3 separate regions of the Mus musculus genome follow, and all the other regions are linked to region 2. The links are chromatin contacts, called in public promoter capture Hi-C maps. All regions are on one chromosome and are shown on one strand. The core of a region is the stretch at or near the end of the contact, and the rest is flanking DNA. Distances in the headings are between cores, read along the strand shown.

What was found. Promoter capture Hi-C pulls out the DNA fragments that hold promoters and counts their contacts.
Region 1: a promoter capture Hi-C map of embryonic stem cells shows a contact between it and region 2, with 3 times the contacts expected there. The contact joins the promoter of Trim6 here to the promoter of Nup98 in region 2.
Region 3: a promoter capture Hi-C map of cranial neural crest shows a contact between it and region 2. The contact joins the promoter of Trim34a here to the promoter of Nup98 in region 2. A contact is called at or near these places in 2 of 39 promoter capture datasets (cranial neural crest and stem cell-derived epiblast-like cells).

Annotation. Positions count from the first base shown.
Region 1 is chr7:104,217,494-104,220,193 of GRCm38.p6, reverse strand. It overlaps Trim6 (tripartite motif-containing 6), which reads right to left and starts at 1,399. Exons shown (of 8, transcript NM_001013616.2): 1 at 1,311-1,399.
Region 2 is chr7:102,208,791-102,211,490 of GRCm38.p6, reverse strand. It overlaps Nup98 (nucleoporin 98), which reads left to right and starts at 1,325. Exons shown (of 33, transcript NM_001287164.1): 1 at 1,325-1,473. It also overlaps a transcript of Pgap2 not described here.
Region 3 is chr7:104,243,068-104,245,767 of GRCm38.p6, reverse strand. Trim34a (tripartite motif-containing 34A) reads right to left here and starts at 1,311. Exons shown (of 8, transcript NM_030684.3): 1 at 1,176-1,311.

The sequences.
Region 1 (2,700 bases), core at 150-2,649, 2.0 Mb before region 2:
GCATAGAGTTTGCCCATAATAACCTTGTTTGAGAATTTGCCATGCCCGGTGGTTTGCTGTTTTTCGACCTCTGCCCCAGTAAACGTTCACCAAAACTCTAGAATCCACCCATTGTATTGCTCTGTCCACGCTACATATTAAAAAAATGTTAAGGAGACGGCTCAGTGGGTAAGAGCACTGACTGCTCTTCCGAAGGTCCTGAGTTCAAACCCCAGCAAGCACATGGTGGCTCACAACCACCAGTAATGAGATCTGATGCCCTCTTCTGGTGTGTCTGAAGACAGCTACATTGTACTTATGTATAATAATAAATAAATTTTTTTTTTTAATGTTAAAGCTCAGAGGCTAAATAAACAGACTGGGGACATACGGCATCCAATTTTCAGGTCCTGTACTGAAACACACGCAACATAACTAGCTGTAACACCTATTTTTCTCAAATGACTGATAAAATAAATGTCCCTTTGCTGTGTCGGTAGCTCAGGCCTGTAATCGTAACACCAGAGAAGAGGGTTGGAATCAAGAAGATGGTTAGCGATAGGGTAGCTTGGGTTATAGAAGGATATATCTGAAAAAAAATTGAGTTTACATACATACTTTTAGAATACATAAATTCAATGCTCCCTATCTCAGCCAAGTTATTCACAATAAATCACCTCACTGTCTCGGCCTGCCTCCGTCAGAAGTGACTCAGCAGAGTAACGGGGCGGTAGGCACCCCCAGAGAAGGTCCGCAGATGAAGAGTACCCGGTAGGCAAACTTCTCCAGAGCACGTCCGGAAGCCTAATTCCGAGGGCCAGAAATCCTGGCTGGGGTCTGTTCCTAACTCCGCCCAGCTTGCCTCGGCTTCCTCTGGAGAGGCCCTAGGGCTCCTAGCTCCGACTGGTTGCAGCCGGTGTAGACCGGGTCGGGGCAGGTAGAGTAGCTCATCTCCCAACTCTTCCTGGAAGAAGCCGGGCCTGCTTGGGAGGGGGTTGGGGGTTGGGGGGAATAAACCTACTTCCTGGAGCTGGGGGAGGAGATGTTGACCTCTGAATCCACTCGGGACTCCGAACGGGAATCTCCCAGAGCAGTGTGCCTTTGCCTCCAAAATCCAGGTTCAACGCCCGTTTCCCGCTTAGGGCTATAGGAATACTGCCTATTCCTAGCCGCGAACATGCCTCTCCAATGCTTCCCAAACTCAAGGAAACTCAAAGAGGCAGTCCCGCAACTCTTCTTGCACGCGTGAGCCCCAACACAAATAGTAAGGCAGCACAGACTCTACACACCAGTGGGACAGCAACGACTGGTCAGAAAATGGGTTTGCTCACCAATCTGGAATCCGTGCCTGGATCAGTGCCGAGGACTTGCAGCCAAGGAGACGGCTCCTTCCAGTACTAAAGCCGGACTCCAGGAAAAAGGGGCGGGCCTGGCGGAGGAGGCGGGGCTGACCCCTGTGCTGGCTGGGACCAAACCCCGGGTCAGAAATGCGAAGATGCCCTAGACAAGTCTATGGAACAGTCTTTAAGAACATCATCATTAGAGACTTAGGCTTTCTACCGTATGCAAGTGTTTAATACACCTGTTCTCACTATCAATATATTGAAATGTCTAAAGAATAAAAGGTCTAGCCATACAATTAAAAGGTGACTGCATTTGATGGATTACAAAAATCTGCCAACTTTAAATTACCTGTGTGTATCTCTAATTTTAACGCATGGAACCAAAAGACTACTTTTATACTGAAGTACTTATACATTTACATATGCAAACTGAACTGGACTGGAACTGGACTGTAAGGGTTTTGGGTTTTTTGTTTGTTTGTTTGTTTTTAAGATTTATTTATTTATTTTATGTATATAAGTACACTGTTGCTGTCTTCAGACACATCAGAAAAGGGCATCGAATTCCTATTACAGATGGTTGTGAGCCACCATGTGATTGCTGGGAATTGAACTGAACTACTCAGGAAAAGCAGTCGGTGCTCTTAACCACTGAGCCACCTCTCTAACCCCTAGACTGTAAGTTATTAAAGGCAGGGCTACTGTGAAAAGAAAAGAATGCCAAACTTCCTGGTTTGGGAGACTGACAACCCAACTGATCTCAGAAGATGGGGGGAGGGGGAAAGACTTTGGGGAGGAGCTGGGGGTGGAGTAGGAAGTGGCTCAGCAGTAAATTGTTTGCCTTACCTGCATGAGCCTGTGAACTGGGCTGACTCACAATTGTAATTCAGCATTAGGAGACTGAGGCAGGAGGATTACTCATAAATTTAAACCAGCCTGGGCTACAGAGTGTTTTTGCCTCGAAAAACTTAAAACACAAAATGAAAAGTCAAGTCAGGAATAGATGTTTGGAGTGAGGATGGGAAAACATGGTGCAAGCATTCCTTTTTTTTTTTTTTTTTTTTTCTGGTTTTTCAAGACAGGGTTTCTCTGTAGCCCTGGCTGTCCTGGAACTCACTTTGTAGACCAGCCTGGCCTCAAACTCAGAAATCCGCCTGCCTCTGCCTCCCAAGTGCTAGGATTAAAGGTGTGTGCCACCACGCCTGGCTGGTGCAAGCATTCTTAAGAATCATAGAAAAACAGAGCAGAGAAGATGGGACGCTCAATGTCTAACATACAAGGGTAAGGTTTATTTGGTTTTGAGACAGGGTGATGTGACATGCATATTTCTCCCAGGCTGATTTCAAACTTGCTGTGTAGCTGAGAATGGTCCAGATTC
Region 2 (2,700 bases), core at 76-2,575:
ATATTATGTTTCTTCCATTTACTGTCTTTAAAAAAAAAAAAGAGATTTATTTATTTTATGTATACCAGGAGAGGGCACCAGATCCCATTACAGTTGGTTGTGAGCCACCATGGGGTTGCTGGGAATTGAATTCAGGACCTCTGGAAGAGCAGCCAGTGCTCTTAATCGCTGAGCCCATCTATCTCTCCAGCTCCTTTAAGATGTTTTTGTTTGAGGGAATCATTTAAAATTCTTAGCAAATCTCGTTTCAGTTCTATATTGATTTCCCAGGACGTGGTGGAGAGGTAGTATGTACCTCTTTTTTTTTTTTTTTTTTTTTTTTTTAACACAGCTCCTGTTATCTGTGAGACCTCAATAATTTAGAGAGGTCTGGTTTCTAGAACATGCCCACTCTTCTGCTCTCTGCTAGATCCTAGGAGAAAAGACACCAAAAGGATGAAAATGAAGCTTTGGCCCAGATCAGGGGAGGGAGGAGGCATAGAACGGAAAATAAATAAGATACAAAGTAACAAGGTCTTTACAAGCAGACTGCCTGAACTTCACCGGGACTTGTAAAGGTTACCAAATGTGTCCTGGAGAAGGCCGCAAGAAACCCAGAACAAGTATAGATTCTGAAAGTGCAGCTGAGGCTGAAGGGCCAAGAATCTCCTCATTGGGCTCAAGCTCTGTTAAGGCAAATCCATTGCTCAGGTCTATTCTAGAGATTCAGAGGGGGAAAGTGTACGGCGAGGGCTGGCTTGCGCTGGAAAGAACAGTGGGGAGTGGAGTGTCTGCAGACAATCTGTGGATTGATGGGTTTCCAGGAAGGGTCCTCCGGCTCTCCAAGTGCAAGCTAGGTGGCCAAGGAGCCTTCCCATCATTGCCCGCAGACAGGAGCTAGAGAAGGATAGAACAATTACCAGGTCATCCTTGGGACTTCCTTCTGATTGGCCGGAGCTTCCGTAGCGAGTCTCCGCGCTCCAAGGAAGGGGGCGGGGCCTGGACACAGCGTCACTGCGGTTTGGTGCTCACTCCTCTAGCCACGCACCAGCCCTCTTCGAGGGGCCTGTGTGACGTCATGAGCCTCTCTCAGCCAACCGTTGCGGCAGAGGGAGTGGGACTCTACATCCCTCCCCATCGTCCCTCCTTTCCCCCCCCCCCCCCCCTTTCCCGGCAATTCCTTACGCTCCTCCTCTTCCCCTCCGTTCCTAATCAGAGACCGCCTCCACGTTCGGTTTCAAAAGGATCGTCACCCAATGAATAACGGTGTGGGCCTCGAGTGGCGGACCGGCCCGCCAATGCCCGGCCGCCAAGGGCGGAGCGGCCGGAGCCGATCTCTGACGGTGGACGGCGTGTGACGCAGTCAGGCCTCTGCGCGCTGCGCCCGAAGCGGCGGTCGGTGGCAGCGGCGGCGGCGACGACGGTTTTTCTGGAGGCCGCGCGGTGAGCGGCGGGTGACGGGCGGACCTGGGCTCTCACTCCAGACGCACCGCTGTAAGTCGGGAGCGCTGCCGGGGCTGGGCGGGTAGATCTTCCTCTCTGTACCGGCATCTGCGCTGGACGCCCGGGGCCCTCTCCGCCGCCGAGTCTCGTGCCGGGCGCGCTCCTTCGGGCCTGCGTGAGGGGGCGGGGCCCGGGGCCTGCGGCCTGGCTCGGGAGGCCCTGGGAGGGGATCCAACTGTGTGGGGCGTAGGCCGGAGGGGTCTCGGGTCGCAGCCCACATTGAGTGAACCTCGCTTTCTCCGGTGCTACTCATTCATTCGCTGGGTGGAGGTGAGCAGCCCGCGGTAGGCAGACCCTTGCAGGGTGGTGCCTTGGGGGGACTTCAGTGAGGTCTCCCCGTCACTTCCTTGACCACTCTACAGGACACGTTTTGTCTAGGGTTCAACCAGAGGGTTGAGTGAGTCAGAACTGTGTTTAGCTTTTTAAGACACTGACAATTGTCTGATAAATAAAATGAAGGGTTCTTTCTGTTCCGTGTAAACCTAGGTGAGAAAGATTGAATTTCTGAGTAACTGGAGCCATAAGCGTTTAAATTGTCAATCGCCCCCACTCTGCCTCAAGTACAGAGGCTTTATTAGTGGGAGGTAGGTAGAGGAAGAGAATCCAGGTGTCTTGATTCAAGTCTAGTAGAATTTGTATACTCTTCCACCCTTCCTCTATGTTCCAGTCTCCCAATATTGGCAATTCTCTATTTGGTAGGGGTAAGGACCCAGCATTTGACATAATTTTCAAAAACACTTCTAGTTTAGCTGTTTTCATGTTCGTTTATATATAGTAAGATAACTTGATTAGTAGTACCCTGATGGGGACTTTTTTTGCTTTTTTTTTTTTTTTTTTTTTTTTTTAACTTCGGAGACAACCCTTGGTTGGCCTGGAATTCGCTATGTAGACCAGGCTTGCCACAGACTCAAAGAGACCACCTGCCTCTAACGCTGAGGTAATGAGATTAAAGGTGTTTGCCATCACATCCAGACTTAACATAGACTTTTGAGAACAAAACTTTAAAAATGATGAAATTGGCTTTAACCTTGGCAGTGCACACCTTTTATCCCAGCACTTGAGAGGCAAAGGCAGGAGGCACTCTGTGACTACAAAGCTAGCCTACTCTTCATACTGAGTTTCAGGACATCTAGGGCTGCAGAGACCCTGACTCAAAAAGCCAAGTGGGGTGGGGAATAAAACCAAGATAGATGTGGTGCAGGCCTGTAATGTCACCAG
Region 3 (2,700 bases), core at 62-2,561, 2.0 Mb before region 2:
ATATTGAATGGGTGCTTAGTATGCTTTTTTATGCCAAAACACGCTTTTTCCCATTGACATTTTTAATTAAAAGAGAGAGAGAGAGACACCTTAATTATCTTCTGTGTTTGGCCATGACTAAACTCTCTAGCATTGCAGTGCAGATTCAGAAAAAGGAGATGTGGTGAATTCTGAAAAGTGAAAGTACTGGACAATGGCGGGCAGGTGTTTAAACCATCTATGAAGATGCAAAATGCCCATATATTAGCCTAACATGGAAAATATTCAGGATCAATATCTTACCAAGAACACCTAGGCTCTGTCCAGAGCAATACCTAACTCTTGTTTACTATCTAAGCAAAAAAAAAAAAAAAAAGAACTGATATAACTTTTAGTGCAAAGATGCAAGCAAGAATGATCAATAAGGCCTAAGCCAGGTGAGGACACCAGGATCTCTTATGGCTACTGAGACAGAAACAAGCAGGTGGAGGGGTGAGGGGGTTGGGAAGGCACAAGCTTGCAGTCCCAGCTACTTTAAGAGGCTGAGGTAGGGTGATATTTGACCCCAGAACTCCAGGACCAACCTCAGTAAGGCGGTGAAACGGGCCTCAAAAATAAATAATAAATACGTATTTAAAAAAAAAATCTCTGTTTAAGTAAACATGGAATCCTAAGAGTGGCTCTTCAGAGGTACATATAGTTAGAAAGTGACACGGGGGCGGGTTTTCAAGTAAATCAAGGGCTCAGGATGTTAAGGTCACTGATAGCCCCTTTGGCTGCAAGGAGGGGAATAGAGGCTCCTCTTAGACTGAACCCCTGAAACTCTACAGTATCTTAGTAGGCAGAGGGGAGAGGAAACAAGGAGAAGGGAGAGAAGAGGAGGGGACGCGGGGGGTGGGGAGGGCTCCTGAGATTCCAGACCTGTTTACAAGGTGTATCACAGCAGCAGAGCAGAAGGAAACAGGAAGTGCTTGCCCCAGCAAAAGAAGGGGCTTCTCCAGAAAAAAAAAAAAAAAAAGACCTTCCTGCTCAATTTCAATTCGATTCCTCACGAACTCTTTTTCTCAACTTCAGATCACTGCGGTTTGTGATCTGTGAGCAAATAAGCCTCTCCTAAGCGTCACTGAAGTCTCTCCTTTTAGGGTCTCCCTCCCTCCACCCTGGACAAACTTTCGCACACACCTTTGGACCCTCACCTCCGACCTGGAAGGGGAGATCTTTCCTCCAGACAGAAGCGGTGAGGAAAAGCCAGGGACTGGTTTCAGCCAGCCAAACCAACCAGCAGCCCCTCCCTTTTTGACTGCAGAGAAAAGAAACTGAAACTCCAAACCAGCGGATACAGGAAAGAGGAGGAAACTTTTGAGTCCTAAGTATTGGCAAAACTCTAGGCCACCAATAGATGGCAATGCAGGGACTCTGGTGATCCAAGGCTAGAGGAGAAGTTTTCAGCAGCCAGGAAGAGCTTTTTGGTGGCCATAGCTAAGGGCTGTCACTTACATCAGGTGGTTAAAGACCATGTTAAGGGAAGATTTCACTCAGCAAGAAGGCAGCCACGAACTCAAAAGAAACACGAGAAACTTTTATTAACGTGTGAGCCGAAAATAAAACAAATGGCCCAGCAAGCTATACAGTTTCTTACAATCTTTTTCAGGCCAGACAGCAGCGGTATTTTTATCTAGTCACCATCTGAGGGTGGTCTCTGAGTTCCTTAATGTTTAAAGGTGTTCAGTTAGGGGAACAACAACCCAGGAATACATGGGAACACATTAAAAAAAAAAAAAAAAGCACGGTCTTTTGCTTAATTTGTGAATAACAATAACCCTTTGGTTATGAAAATAGAATCTGCAGCTTTGCACTGACCTTTGTCCACTTTGACCTTCTCAAGTGTCTCCATCCCCAATCCCTTCCAGGTTAGCACATTTACATTCCTTTTAGGCTCCACTCAACAGTTACCTAGCAACAGTCAGGTAGGTCTGGCTTGCTATAAAAGGGACTGTTTGGCCCCTCCTTGTTCTCTCTGAGCCCTTTCTCCTTCCCCCTGTCCCCTCTCCACATGTTCCCTGCTGGTAGTGCTCCTCTCTCTCTCTCTCTGTCTCTCTGTCTCTGTCTCTCTCTATCTCTGTCTCTCTCTCTGTCTCTCTCTCTCTCTGTCTCTCTCTGTCTCTCTCTCTCTGTCTCTCTGTCTCTCTCTCTTTCTCTCTTCTTACCCACCCCCCTCAAGAATTATCAAGTCTACCCAATAAACAAGAAAGGGAAACCATGCCTGCAGCAGGGAATGGTGCCAGTGAAGTTGTAAGGGTCCATAATTCAAAGAAGAATGACACCCAACTCAACTGGTATGCAAATGTAAAGATAGATTTCTGCAGAAGTCCAGCAAGCTGGGGTCTCCCATTACCAAGATAGAGACACCCAAGAGAGCTTGCTGGTCTGATTTAAGGCTCATTAGGGAATTCTGAGGTAGGGACCTCTATGTTAATCTATTGGGTCCATCTCTATGGACATTCTATTACCTGGGTGTGAGGGCAGGAAACTTGCTGGGGAGGTCTGGGAACTGTTACCAAGGTAGTAACTGAGGAAGTCTGGAAACTGCTGCCTACCCATTGGCCTTGCTTCAGGCCAGGTGGTTGGGACATTCCATTAACTGGGCTTGAAGGCTGGAGCCTAGGATTTTTTCTATTGGTAATTGACTTGCCTGGACTGGCTCAGTTCTTAGGCCTAGTC